2 separate regions of the Mus musculus genome follow, and region 1 is linked to region 2. A link is a contact called in public HiChIP or PLAC-seq data. All regions are on one chromosome and are shown on one strand. Each heading gives the region's core, a stretch centred on a gene start, on an enhancer-like site or on the middle of the called end of the contact. The rest is flanking DNA. Distances are from core to core; before and after follow the strand shown. Region 1 overlaps Cdc5l (cell division cycle 5-like (S. pombe)). Region 2 overlaps Runx2 (runt related transcription factor 2).

Evidence for each region. HiChIP or PLAC-seq counts read pairs in DNA pulled down with a chosen protein or histone mark.
Region 1: a contact with region 2 is called in an H3K27ac HiChIP or PLAC-seq map of SST interneurons, with 6 times the contacts expected there. The contact joins two enhancer-like sites. A contact is called at or near these places in 2 of 484 Hi-C or Micro-C datasets (3T3-L1-derived adipocytes and bone marrow-derived macrophages) and 1 of 115 datasets of contacts at active chromatin or transcription factors (SST interneurons).

Annotation. Positions count from the first base shown.
Region 1 is chr17:45,390,400-45,396,861 of GRCm38.p6, reverse strand. It overlaps Cdc5l (cell division cycle 5-like (S. pombe)), which reads left to right. Exons shown (of 16, transcript NM_152810.2): 15 at 3,657-3,869; 16 at 4,558-4,975. The coding sequence ends at 4,662. Among named protein-coding and RNA genes, the nearest start is that of Cdc5l, 40 kb to the left of the region's middle. Within about 2 kb of position 2,156, at least 15 of the 459 cell types and tissues checked have an H3K27ac peak or open chromatin away from gene starts, as enhancers often do. A contact at or near this core is called in SST interneurons, where this site is marked.
Region 2 is chr17:44,665,662-44,671,718 of GRCm38.p6, reverse strand. The region is part of intron 3 of Runx2 (runt related transcription factor 2); the gene reads left to right. Among named protein-coding and RNA genes, the nearest start is that of Runx2, 68 kb to the left of the region's middle. Within about 2 kb of position 4,173, at least 12 of the 459 cell types and tissues checked have an H3K27ac peak or open chromatin away from gene starts, as enhancers often do. A contact at or near this core is called in SST interneurons, where this site is marked.

The sequences.
Region 1 (6,462 bases), core at 907-3,406, 730 kb before region 2:
TTGTAAAGTGTCTTACTTAGTTGTCCTGGCTGGCCTGGAACACTCACTATGGCCTTAAACTCACTAACATTAGTCTGCTTCTCAGTGCCAACACATTTGACTGTGTAAGTGATCTTTAAAATGTGGTGGTTTGAGAGGTGCTGTAGTCCCTCCCCCAGCCCCCTTGTTTTTAGAAGAGCACTTGGAAATCAGATGGAGGAGGCTGTATCATTTCCTTACGTCAGGATTGCACTTTCTGTTGTTGTTTTGTTTTGTTTCTGTTTTTTTTTCTTCAAAATAAGTTTCAATGGGACAGCTGCTGATGCTTAATTTAAAAAAAAAAAATTAAGTTAGCATCCCGAGTAGTGGGCTTCATCCTGACAGCTAGACGCGCGTGTCAGTGCACTCTCCTGCTTCCCTTCTCCCCCCCCCCCCCCCCCCCCCCCGGCTTACTTATTTTCTAGAAGACTAGGATATGAATTTGATAACAGCCTGATTTTTATCAGTTTTAGCTTTTGAACCACCAGCTTTTAGCTCCTGACACCTCAGGTCTTAGAGTTACAGGCTTTGTTTCCCAGTTTGCTCAGCAGTCAGTAGGCTGTGTTTTTAAAACTTACTGATATCCCCCCCCCCCCCATTTTAACAATTAGATAGCAGATGTCAAAAAGCTAAAAATACTAAAAGCTACTTTTTAATTTTTTATGTCTGATGACTGACTATACACACATAGACCCACACAGATAGACATAATATATTTACTTATTGAAATTTTTTTATTGTGTTTCAATTTATTTTATCTAAAGCTGTAGTTGAGCCAGAAGATTTTTATGAAGTTTGAGGTGATTGAAATGTAATTGTTGGCAATAAGTAGAAACTAACAACTTTGAAGTTTTAAAACCTCTGGTGGTTTGGGAATAATAAACAGCTGAACTATATGAGTGAGGTAATTACCAGAGACAGGGGACTCAGTGCTAAATGTACCACGATGACTAATTAAATGGTTTCTGCACATAGGTATTAAGCTGTTAACCAGGCTGGAAATTGAATATCTATGGAGTGTGGTCAATGTAAAGCTAATTGAGATATCTTAACCAATGAAAATGTTAATTTGTATAACTAATTTTTAAGACACACCATATTAACTTGAAATTCTATGCTTTTAAGGGTTTTTGGATGTGTATTGAAACCCACATGTGAGTGAAGTCTAGTACTGGTTGAGTTACACACAGCACAGACCTTGATGTAGCTCTGTGGAATTTGCTACTTGCCTCTGGTGGAGGGAAGACTGATGTAGTGACAATTGATAACCAGGTCTCTGCTGATCCCAAATGGATCCATTCCTCCTCTTGGCTGCTCATTAGAACTTAGTGGGGACTTGGGAGACAGTGTTCTGAAACCATTGAATCAGAAACTGGGGTTGGTCATTTTGAAAAGCTTCACAAATAATTATAAGTTTAGACATGGTCTAAATCACTAGTTAAAAAAGACGTGCTCCAAAAATGTTTGACATGGAAGAGAGTAAATGTAAAATACTGTCTTCACTCCTTGACTGCATTGTGAGACAAAATTAAAATATTTTGCAAAATAAAATAAATATTTTTATTTATTTTTAGTTATGTGTGCATAGTGTGTGGGCATGTGCACTTCAGTCCAGGTGCCCAAAAGGGCCAGAGGCCTTGGGTCCCTGGAGCTGGGACTTAGAGAAGGTTGTGTGCTGCCTGGCTTGGGTGCTGAGTCCTTTGCTGAGCTATTGCTTGAGCCCGATAGGAGAGCCATTTAGTTTTCTCCATACTACCTTTCTAGAACCTAGATCCAGAACACTCTGCTTTTGATCTCAGGGACAAGGAAGAGAGAACTCTTGTCTTATATCCAGAGGAACTGCGGAGTGTTTCTCTCTCAGAAGTGCTCTTTCCTCTGTGCAGACTCTTCTCTGAGATGTAGATCACATAGCTCCGACAGCTGCTTTCAGGGAGAGAGATAGCTGCTTCTCCTGCACTCACAGCGCTGTGCAGATGCTGCTACGCCTTAAGGACATTTTCTTCACCCTGGGAAGAAGCCCTATGCCTGTGGCATTCACTTCCTCTTCTCGACCTGTGTGGCTTTGGCTGCACTAGTCCCGTTCTCAGTGCTTCACAGAAGTTAAGCCATGTCTCGTGTGGCACTTGTGATTGGCAGCTTTAATTAAACATTGTGTTTGCAAAGTTCACAAGTAGCATGTGTTAGTACTTCCCTGCTCTTTATGGCTGTGTGCTGCTCTCGTGTAGGTATCGCTCACTTTGTTTACACACACACACACACACACACATATATATACTGTGGGTGGATGATGGGGTTGTAATAGTGTAGCTGTGAGCAGGGTGTATGTCTCTGCCACTGCTTGTCTTCACTTAGGTAGACGCTGGGAAGAACCGAGTACTCAGGGATCCTTCACCTCATTTGAACTTCATGGTTAAAAAAAAAATCTTCTCATCAAGTCAAAGAGTATTAATATTCTTATGTTCTGATAACGTTGCGTTGTAGAACAGAGGTCCAGTGTATGTCATTTGATATGGTGGTTTACAGAAGGCACACTGCCCATCTAAAAGAAAGCACAGCTGTTCTCTGATCTTTCCCCCAAGAGGTCCTTTGTTGAAGTTGGAATTTAAAGATTTTCAAGTCTCAGTCCTTTACTGAGAGGAGTGAAATGGTTGGCCTCTTCATATCTATAACACAATCATTGTAATCAGCTCATAACTGTTCATTGCTTATTCTATGCCACATTCTGGGTGTTTGGGAGTGTTTGTATACATGATCTCCTTCCAGTTTCATGTTTGACTGTCAGTGATGACCATTTTATTACTGCTGGAGAAATGGAGGCACAGAGTTCGGAGAACAACAGCTCCATCAGAACAGCTGTGTAGTCCCACGGCTCTCACCAACTGTTTGCGCTGCCTGCCTGCCTGCCTGCCTGCCTGCCTGCCTGCCTGCCTGACCAGTAGTTGTTGGTTCTCTTGGCAGCTGTATTATGCTGGGAACTTACTGATTTACTACCCATGAGAGAAAAATAAGGAACAGTAGCATTATACTTGGGTTTAAGTCAATTGCAGAAGCATAAAACCTTAACCTGTATAAATGTTGAAAGAATGATGGGTTTGAAGGAGCTTTATCTAAAGTAACTTTAGCTCCATCCCATATTCCAAGACATGCACATGCAGTATTCTTCCCCACCCCTGGTAGCTTACTTGACTTTGACCTCCAGTAAAGCAAGCTGGCGGTGGTTGGGTACAATACCATTTTTCAAGTGGCCTGCTGTACTTGAGTGGAATATCGTTCGGTATAAGAGGGGGAACACGTGTGTGATACCGAAGTGAATTTTATTACGTAAAAGAAGATGACTAGGTGGCAGTCTAGAATGACCGATGAATGATCACAGAAACCATTTGCACAAGGTAGAGAGCAGTTTTCCCATGCTCTGAAACTCAAGCCTGCTTTGGGATTGAATTTTGGGCGAAGTTATGGAATAGTTGGGTATAAGGTAATTCCATGTTGAGGCCAATTTTGTGTTACATATGGGATCAGTGAAGGTGAGAGGAACCTGGTGTATTTTGCTTTAGGTACTTAGTTTAGCCCTGTTATATAATAATCTGTTTTTCTCATGTATATTCATGTGATTCTCCACTCCTTCCCCAATTCCCCAGATAAACAGGGGTCACATGACAACAGAAGCCAAGAGAGCTGCAAAGATGGAAAAGAAGATGAAGATTTTGCTTGGTGGTTACCAGTCTCGTGCTATGGGGCTCATGAAGCAGTTGAATGACTTATGGGACCAGATTGAGCAGGCTCACTTGGAGCTACGCACTTTTGAAGAACTCAAGAAACATGAAGACTCTGCTATTCCCCGTAGGCTAGAGGTAACAGCATGTGTTGCCTGATGGCTCAGAGGACTGTGAAGAGTCACCCAGTCCTTTCTTTCTCCTCCTCCTGGCAGTTATCTCTGAAGTCAGTATTGAAGTGGGTTTCTGACTTTCTGATCTAGACCTGGCTATGCTTAGATGGCTATCAAGCCAACGATTGCTGCTCTGAAGACTCTTCTCAGTGTCTTTTGTATTAAAGGATGGACTGTGTAAGAGAATATAAGTCAATTTTGTGGCTAGTTTCCTTGAAACTTAGTGGCTTGCCATTTATGTGGCTCTGGGAACCAGCATCTTTTAGTTTTGTGATTGAAGATGCTGCACATCACAGAACACCAGCTCCTTTGCTAAATTGGGTTTAGATTTATCTTCTTAGTGTGCACTCTAGCCCCTGCCCAGCCTCAGGGCAGTCAGGGCTTTTTGCAATGTGTTGTGGGTATTGATAAGATTGCAGAGGTTTGTTTATTGAGAGCAGCAGAGGCTTTACAGGGTGCTGATCACAGGACCAGAGCAAAGAATGGTTGTGGTATTAGTGTTTTAGCAAAGACATTGGTTGGTGGTTTCTCTGTAAAATGTATCGGTGTTCCTGAGAACTGTGAAAGCCTGAGAACTTACACAGCTCTTTGTAAGGTAGGCTGCCGTAAGTGGACTTAAGTTTGAAGTAACTGGAATATTTTTCTCTCTTCAGTGTCTAAAAGAAGATGTGCAGCGGCAACAGGAACGAGAGAAAGAGCTTCAGCAGAGATACGCGGATTTGCTGATGGAGAAAGAGACTTTACAGGCAAAGTTCTGAAGCACAGTGGATGCTCTGCCACAGGAGATCGAGTTGCTGGTTTCCTACTCAGCAAGGCTGAACTGAGCTTCCTCTTCATTGACAAGTTACCCAGCACCGTGGTTTCTCAGTTGTTTGTTTTGAATGATACTGATCTTTGCGTTCCGTGTTACAGACTTGGACTCCAGGATAATGAGGGTTTAAATTATCCAGATGCTCATTCTTTGCCAGTGTCATATTTACAAAATTTCGTAGTTTAGGCCTTTAATTTAAAAAGCCTGACTTTAAATACTGCCTGTGAGTAAACCCTTGAATAAAAAGAACATGTGAAAAATTGAGTGTAGCCTTTTGTTTGAAGTAATTAGATACTTAGGGTGCCCACAAACCTGCCACCGTGCTTGCTGCGTGCCACACTTAATGAGCACTCTGGAATGAGGTGATGCCTGACTCAGTGTAAGTCCTTAGGAGGCAGTCCTTGGTGCTCATTTCTCTACACTGGCAAGATGGATAGACTTGCTAACACCTAACATTATTCCCCCAGTATCTCCTTAGAGAAGTTTCTTCTGGCTACTGGCACGAAAACTTGTAGATTATAACTCAAAAGATTTGCTTTTTTTTTTTTTTACTTTTAATATTTTACATGAATTTTGAAAAATAGACATTTAAAGATTCATTTAATAAGGACATCAAACTTTGTGTAAAGCTTTGCATTTAGCTTAATATACTTGGATATGTTTGGAAATTGGAGGATGACCTATAGTAAGGTGACTTAGTAGCAGAGTGTGGTGGTCCAGGCTTGTGACCACAGCACTTGGGAAGCTGAGGCTTCAGCGACAGTGACAACAAAATGAACACAACAGTGTCGGCCAACAGTGGGTTGGACCTAGCAGAAATGTTTGCCTGACTATAGCCTACTAGGGACTAAAGGAAGGAGGAAGCATTCATTCATTCATTCATTCATTCATTCACCAGGTATTTGTCAAATGAGTATCCTGTGCCAGAAGCTTGGAGCTAGAACAATGGATAAAATAGGCTCTATTTCTGTTTTCTTGAGCATAACTCTCTTGAGGATGACAGATACCTTTTTGCTTTTTTGTGACAAGGCCTAGCTCTGAATTCCAGGCTGGTTTAGAACATACAGTCCTGAGTCTGGCTTGGAATGTGAAGTGATCCTCCCGCCTCACCTCCTGAGTGCTGGGATTACAGGTATGAGTTGCTGTATGACGTCTGGTGAAAATCCAAATATGTATCAAGTGTCGGAGATGCGTGATAGTTACAGCAGAGCTCTTGCTGTTGACATTCGTTAGGGCATACTAGACGTGCACAGGGAAAGAAGTGTCATGAATTTTAGATTCTATTAAAGAGGGCAACATCAGTGTGGCTAAAAAGATCACTCTGAAGAGGTGTAGCACCAGGTAGCACTTGGTTGCTATTTTAGAAAGCCAGGGCCTAGTCAGATCCAGGAAAGGCCATCCCACCAGGATGGATTGCCAGCCCCATGCTGCTACTGTATGTTTGGAGGAGCAAGCAGAGGACAGTGTGGCTTCGGTGTCAGGAGTGGCGTTAGCACAGGCCTGACCATATGGACCCACATGGGAGGGAATTGGGCTTTTATTTTAAATTGTGGAAGTCATGAGAATACTCTTAAGAAGAGGAGTGACAGGTCAGCCATGGGAGTAGGTTCATTGCTGTGGCCATACTGTGGAATGTCTTGCCTGGGTGGAGGACAGGAAGCCAGTTCCTCTAGGAGCCTTGATGCAGTAGTGGAAACTTGAGGGTCCTTTGGAAAGTCGGTTGGATAGTGTTTTGCTGGGGCAAACA
Region 2 (6,057 bases), core at 2,924-5,423:
GAGAACATATTGGGTATGAAGTCCATGAGATAGACAGGATCCAGAGAAGAAAGAGTCAGACCACGACCAATTCTTTAGTTGGTTCAGCCCACTTTTGCTTTCCCAGTGAGCATGTATCATTTTTGAAATCAACAAAAGGCACCGAACCGGGCTGAAGGCTGGGAACTTTATATATAGAGAAAGGTACGTCCAGGAAGCAGAGGTTTCTTGACGTGTGTTTATGAAGCACATTACTGTAAAGCAAGCTGAGCCTTGAGACAATGGTATCTATTTGCAGTGGTCTGATAGCTACAACTATCTAGAACTTGGCTAGTAGCATTTCTGTCCCCTTAACTGGACCTTCCTGCTCTTTCCATGCATATACATGTATGGGTGTGGTAGAGGAGTAATATCAATTTTTACTCATACATGACTATGTCTGGAAAACGCATATATTCTATGTTTCCTATGGACAAACTGTCAAAAATGATGATTCAATATGAAACCCACAGACAGAAGTCTACAAAATTAACTTGCCTTTGAAATAAAGAAGTTTTAGTTTTAATTGCTGGTAGTTTTTAACAGACATTAACAGATCACAACTCACTTTGGCTTTAGCTTGCAAACAATGGACTTTTCTGATATCCTGTCTTGAAAGGGAGGCAAAGCTCGCTGCCTTCTAACACCCTTGAAGACTACGTTAAAGTTCATTTTATAAAACCCTGACTTGATCCTACTCAAATACCTGGCACCTTTCATGACAGAGTGGAATGTAAGAATACTTTAGCAGATCTGAGTAGGAGCGTCAAACTCCGGTAGTGTGGGGATGAAGGTTCAGACTTCTGAGTTCCTTAGTCGGAGTTCACAGAAGATGAGAATGTTGGGATTAACACCGCAGACTCCCTTCATTACACACGGCTGAGTAGAGCAATTATCTGTCTATCAAGGGTAGGAAGGTGTGTAGTGCCGTTAAGGCAGAGTGGATGGATGGATGGATAAATGCTATTCTGTTGTAAGAAGGTGCTGATATATGCAGTAATCCTTGGAGTTTCGCTTATTAAAAAAAATCCCTTTTATTTGAGAGTTTATCTTGTCATACCCTTGCAGTTTAGAAGAAGTGATGTTTTATGTTATATTCTTGACTGTTTTTTCAGCTCCGTACCCATCTGAGTTTTCTTAGAGGATTTCTTAAAGGCATCTCTTGTTTAAATCATGTTTAAACAGTCTGTTTAAGACCTGTTGCATAGATATATAAACACCATGGTCCCTTAACGTAGTAAAAACAGACTCTGTCAGACGCCACGCATACTTTTCACAGAGATGCATCTATTGTTGTCTGAGCTACCCCTTTTGTCCACATCTGACCTGAGAGGGTAACAGCATAGCTCAGTCAACCTAATCTGCCAGTCAGAGGGCACAGACATCCACCTCCGCTGTCATCGAGATGTCTCACATGCGGAGAAGCGCAGAACTGTGTACAACTGGGGGAAGCCTTAGACTAGATTAAAGCTAAGTACGGCAAATCTGCCTTAATGGCTGTGTTTACATCTCCCCATTCTTTGTTCCTTTCGAAAAGTAATCAGGTTTTGCAAGCGTTAAGAAAATCACCTCATCTTGCCAGCTGGAACGGGTCCAGCTTAAGTCAGAAATCCGCTCCCCCTGCCCGGCCCCCCATTCTTCCCCTTTTCATCTGTGATCTTTACTGCCATTCAGGCGACAGGAGCTGGCTTGATTTTTTTCCCCCTTGGTTGTTGCTTTTTTAACATTCTCTTCTCCTCAAGAAAATGGGAAAATTGAGAATGCTGTGCCATGGCCGCGGGGTGGGTAGCAGTCCAGGAGATGAGTGCTTCACACTTCCCAATCCTTCCTCCTCTCTCCCCATCCCCGTCCCGAAACACCCGTCCCAGGCCATTATCATGAGTGTGAAACCCAGTGAGCATCTGAGGGAAACTGAGCCCAGGATCCAGGGATTGTGTGACTGTTTGTCACTAAACACTTTGAAGAATAATGCCATCCATGTTCAGCTAGGTCCCTGTCAAACAAACAGCAATGCTTTGGGTTCAACCATGGGAGTTCCCTTAACATGAAAAGCAACCTCATATTTCTCACAGGGTTTTGTAACTGTCGTAGCACACAGAACTATGGTATATGTGAATATACAAGACTGAAAGAACCCAATGGACCTGTTTCCTGTGTCACATTAAGTGTTGGAGTTAAGTGTAGACAGGGAGAAGAAGGGGGCCTTCTGTGTATTTCCCATATGGCCAGGCATGTTGCTGGATGTTGAGGTGTTCCTAGTGGGATGGGATGTATCATGGTCAAGAGAGTCAGAAGGACTGAGGATAAGAGCAGCAAATTCTCGCTCTTTCATCCTTCACTTCTTCTCTCTTTTGGTTGTTCCTCTTGTGACATTTGAGTCAGGACAGGGGACTGATAAATAAGTCAACAATATTTTTTTTCTGGAAATTAATTAATCATGGAATGGAAGGGAAAGGAAAGAATTTGCTATTGGACCCATGAGTTGGCTCACAAGGTGCTTGCTGCCAAGCCTGTAGCTCTGAGTTTAATCCCCAGGACCCACAGGATAGAATGAGAAAATGGACTTCTGCCAGTTGTCCTCTGACCCCCTACATGTGCACTGTGGGTGTGGTCATGTCTGCATGCACATGCATGCTCTGTAGCTCTCTCCTCTGTCCCTCCCACCCCCTCATATGCAGTCCCATTATATTTTCAGATGGTTTTCTCTGTACATTCTTAAAAATCCTTCTTCTCAGGTCTAGAGATATGTATGGCTCAGTGGTCCAGTCCTTGCTTAGCATGAGCAAGGCCCTGTGTTTGATCTCCCAGCATGGAGGTGGCAGGGGGCAGAGTAGGAAGGAGGCAGGAGGAGGAAAATGGAGAGAAGGAAGGAAGGAAGGGAGGGAGGGAGGGAGGGAGGGAGGGAGGGAGGGAGGGAGGGAGGGAGGGAGAGAGAATGGGAGAATGGGAGAATGGGAGAATGGGAGGGAGGATAGGAGGGAGGGAAGATCGGAGGGAGGGAGGGAGGATGGGAGAATGGGAGGGAGGGTGGGAGGGAGGGAAGGTTAGAGGGAGGGAGGATGGGAGGGAGGGGAGAGAGAGAGGACAGAAGTTAACTAAAACCCTATTTCTCTGTTCAAGCTCTCAGGAGTTTTCTTCAGCTTAAATATCTGAAATTCCCTAAGTCCACTATTCCAAGACAGGAGAAGCTGTTTTAAACTCCTTCATGAGGCTTTATTCCTGAGCTGTGACTGGTCTCCCCCACCCCACCCCGATAGTTATGCTTTGATTGCTGTGTTTGCCACATCCCCAGAAGGTAAAAGTTATAAAAGAACTTGAATTTCTGTTCATGCAAATTAGCATGGCACCAGCTCTTTCGTTTGCATATTTCTTGAAAGATCTTGAACTTGTCAACTTTCAGAAGTGTAGGTTTGGAAACGGACAGCTTACCTGGCAGGCCCTCACTTCTCTCTCACATTAGATAATTGTACCTTAAAAACAATGCTCGCATATGCAATTAAGAGACAGGACTTTATGCTGTTAATCTAGACTTCGGCCTCTTATTAAAAGAAAGCAAACTCAACTTTTAACATTAAAAAAAAAAAAAAGAACTAAAGTTCCTAGAATATTTCTATGGAGTCTATGGGCTAACTCTATAATTATGTCTCTAGAGTAGATTATATTTTTCTTCTCCATAATTACATTTTACCCAAGAGCCTGGAAGAGCTTCAGTCCTTTCTCGGGTGGAACGATTATTCCTGTCTTCTCTCTGGATAAACTCTGGATAAACTCCTGTGCACCTGATTCTGTTTGGGGGCAAGGGAACTCTCAGAGATTCCTGGTAGAGATTTTGCTTGTTTTCCTCAAGAAATTGGTTAATATGCTAAGAGAAGCTCATTTTTGAAATGCCATCAGAGAAGAATCTTCTGGAATGAGATTTGCTTGTTACATATGGTCCTCTGTTTCCAGCCACATGCTAAAATTTCCTAGGGCTGTGCCCGCCCTTGAGCTGTCCCACAACATACTGCATGGCCGTTCTTATCAGTGAGAGTGGCTAGAGGCCTTAGCTATGAAGATGGTTTCTAAGTGCTTTGATCATTCTAATCTAGAAATAGTTTTGGCCTAAACCAGATGTATATGGTTAGGAAAAAGATGATTCAGCAGCCTTTCCCAGCAGAGATGAGCGACTCATCAATTTTACCGTGGGAAATGCCTTCCAGCTTTTCTCCCCCCTCCTTTCTGCCTTCCACTGGACAAAAGGGAAGATAATTTCAAGTTTATCTCCTTTCTTTGTTAGTTCAATAGGTGCTTGTATGCGCCTCCATTAAGATTGTGGTAGATATAACACATGACAAACATCCACAAGGGATGGCTAGGCAAGGTGAGGGATATCTATAGAATTATAGGCTTTGAAATTCTATATAAATATCCAATGTCAACTTGCAACAGGCTGATGCTTACTGGATGCCTGCCTCTTGCACCTAAGTGTAACCATGGGCTGTGGACATAGCACGTAGGTGGGCTGTGCTCAGCTACCGAGATAGAAACCAGGGGGAGTCACACAGACCGAAAACACCAGTATGATAACCCAGTCCAGCCTTGGGAGGAGATTTTACCAAGTGCAATTGATGAGCAAATGTGTGTTAAGTTGAGGGGACAGTGTGGACAAAGACATCAGATTTCTTTGAAGAGCAATGGATGGACCAGTGTGAAACATGGCAAACAAGAGTGAAACACACACACTAGGGCCATATTTTCAGGTTTTTCTTTGCTGGGTCTGAGGGGGGTAAGGTGGGGCTGTACCTGGAGAGATCCGATGAATCTGAGCAGGTGAGTAACATGAGTTTGGAAGTTTGTGGGTGCGGGGCAGAAATTGTGTTAGGGGTCATGGAAGCTCACACTTTCCTTTATAGTTGGTAAAGAAACTAAGTCCTAGAATCCCTCCCTGGGGTCATATGACAGATAGTGTGCTCTTGAATGTGCTAGACTGCTGCTGCTCTGAGATATGAGCCTAAGGCCAAGACTTTTAGGGAGTCGCTCCAGTGGGGATGAGAAACAAAGATCCCATTCCTTTGGACCATGTAGGAATGGCCCTGACTAGGTCACATGGGCTCTAGGAGAGGAGGTGATGTACACTGGATTTGGGGACCTGGAAGACTAAAAGGTGGTGATGTTACAGACATAAGGGAAGCAGGGATGAAGCTGCCTTGGGGGGTTTGAGATGGGAGAGAGCAAAGGAGGCTAACTATGGAGTGGGGGAGCATGGGCCTTTGATTCCTACCCTTAGCACGTGGTGACATGAGGACATCTGAACAAAGACGGGGCACAGCTTCGCTCTTCTCAAGGGCATTTTCATTTTTACACCCGTGTAGGAGTGGAGAGGCTCAGAGCCTTTAACCCAGAGCCTCAGGGATCATAAATGATTTGGGTCAGCCCTTGTCATAGCTTTCACAAGAGTCTGCGCAACCCTCCCTGTATTTGCTAGAAACCATCAACCGAAATGCCAAGCGATTCAGAGCCGAGGGAGCTCTTGTCTCAGTAGCAGATTTCCACAGAAGTCATTTGGAATCGAAGCTCTTTGTAGGGGGAGTGGCCAAAAGGTAATAATCAATATTCCAAGGGACAATATGGCGCTGAATGCATGCCAGTTTTACAATACACCCTGCTCCCTGAAAACTCATACCTTGTTAGAATGCTTGGGCCGCTGTTGGGATAAAGGGGTTTGAACTAAGGGGCCTTGTTGCTTTGTCCCAGAGCAGCTTCAGAATAATAGCTCTGCTGACCCATAGCAGTTGCCCTGGAAAAGAGGTGCAATCTTCTCTTTTCACTGTCAATCACAATATTCTGGAGCTGTTACATCCTGTGGCTTCAGACCTCTTGAGCTGTCCCATACTCAGTGACAATGTCATTAGCTAGCATCTTCCCAGTCACGTACATCTCTGCTCTGGGGAAGCCCACATGCATGGCAGAGGTTAGAGGGCTGCCAAATATCATTTTGTAGGCCAGGAGATCTGGCTCTAGAAGACAGCTCTCTACACTGTATCACATAGCTTAAGAACC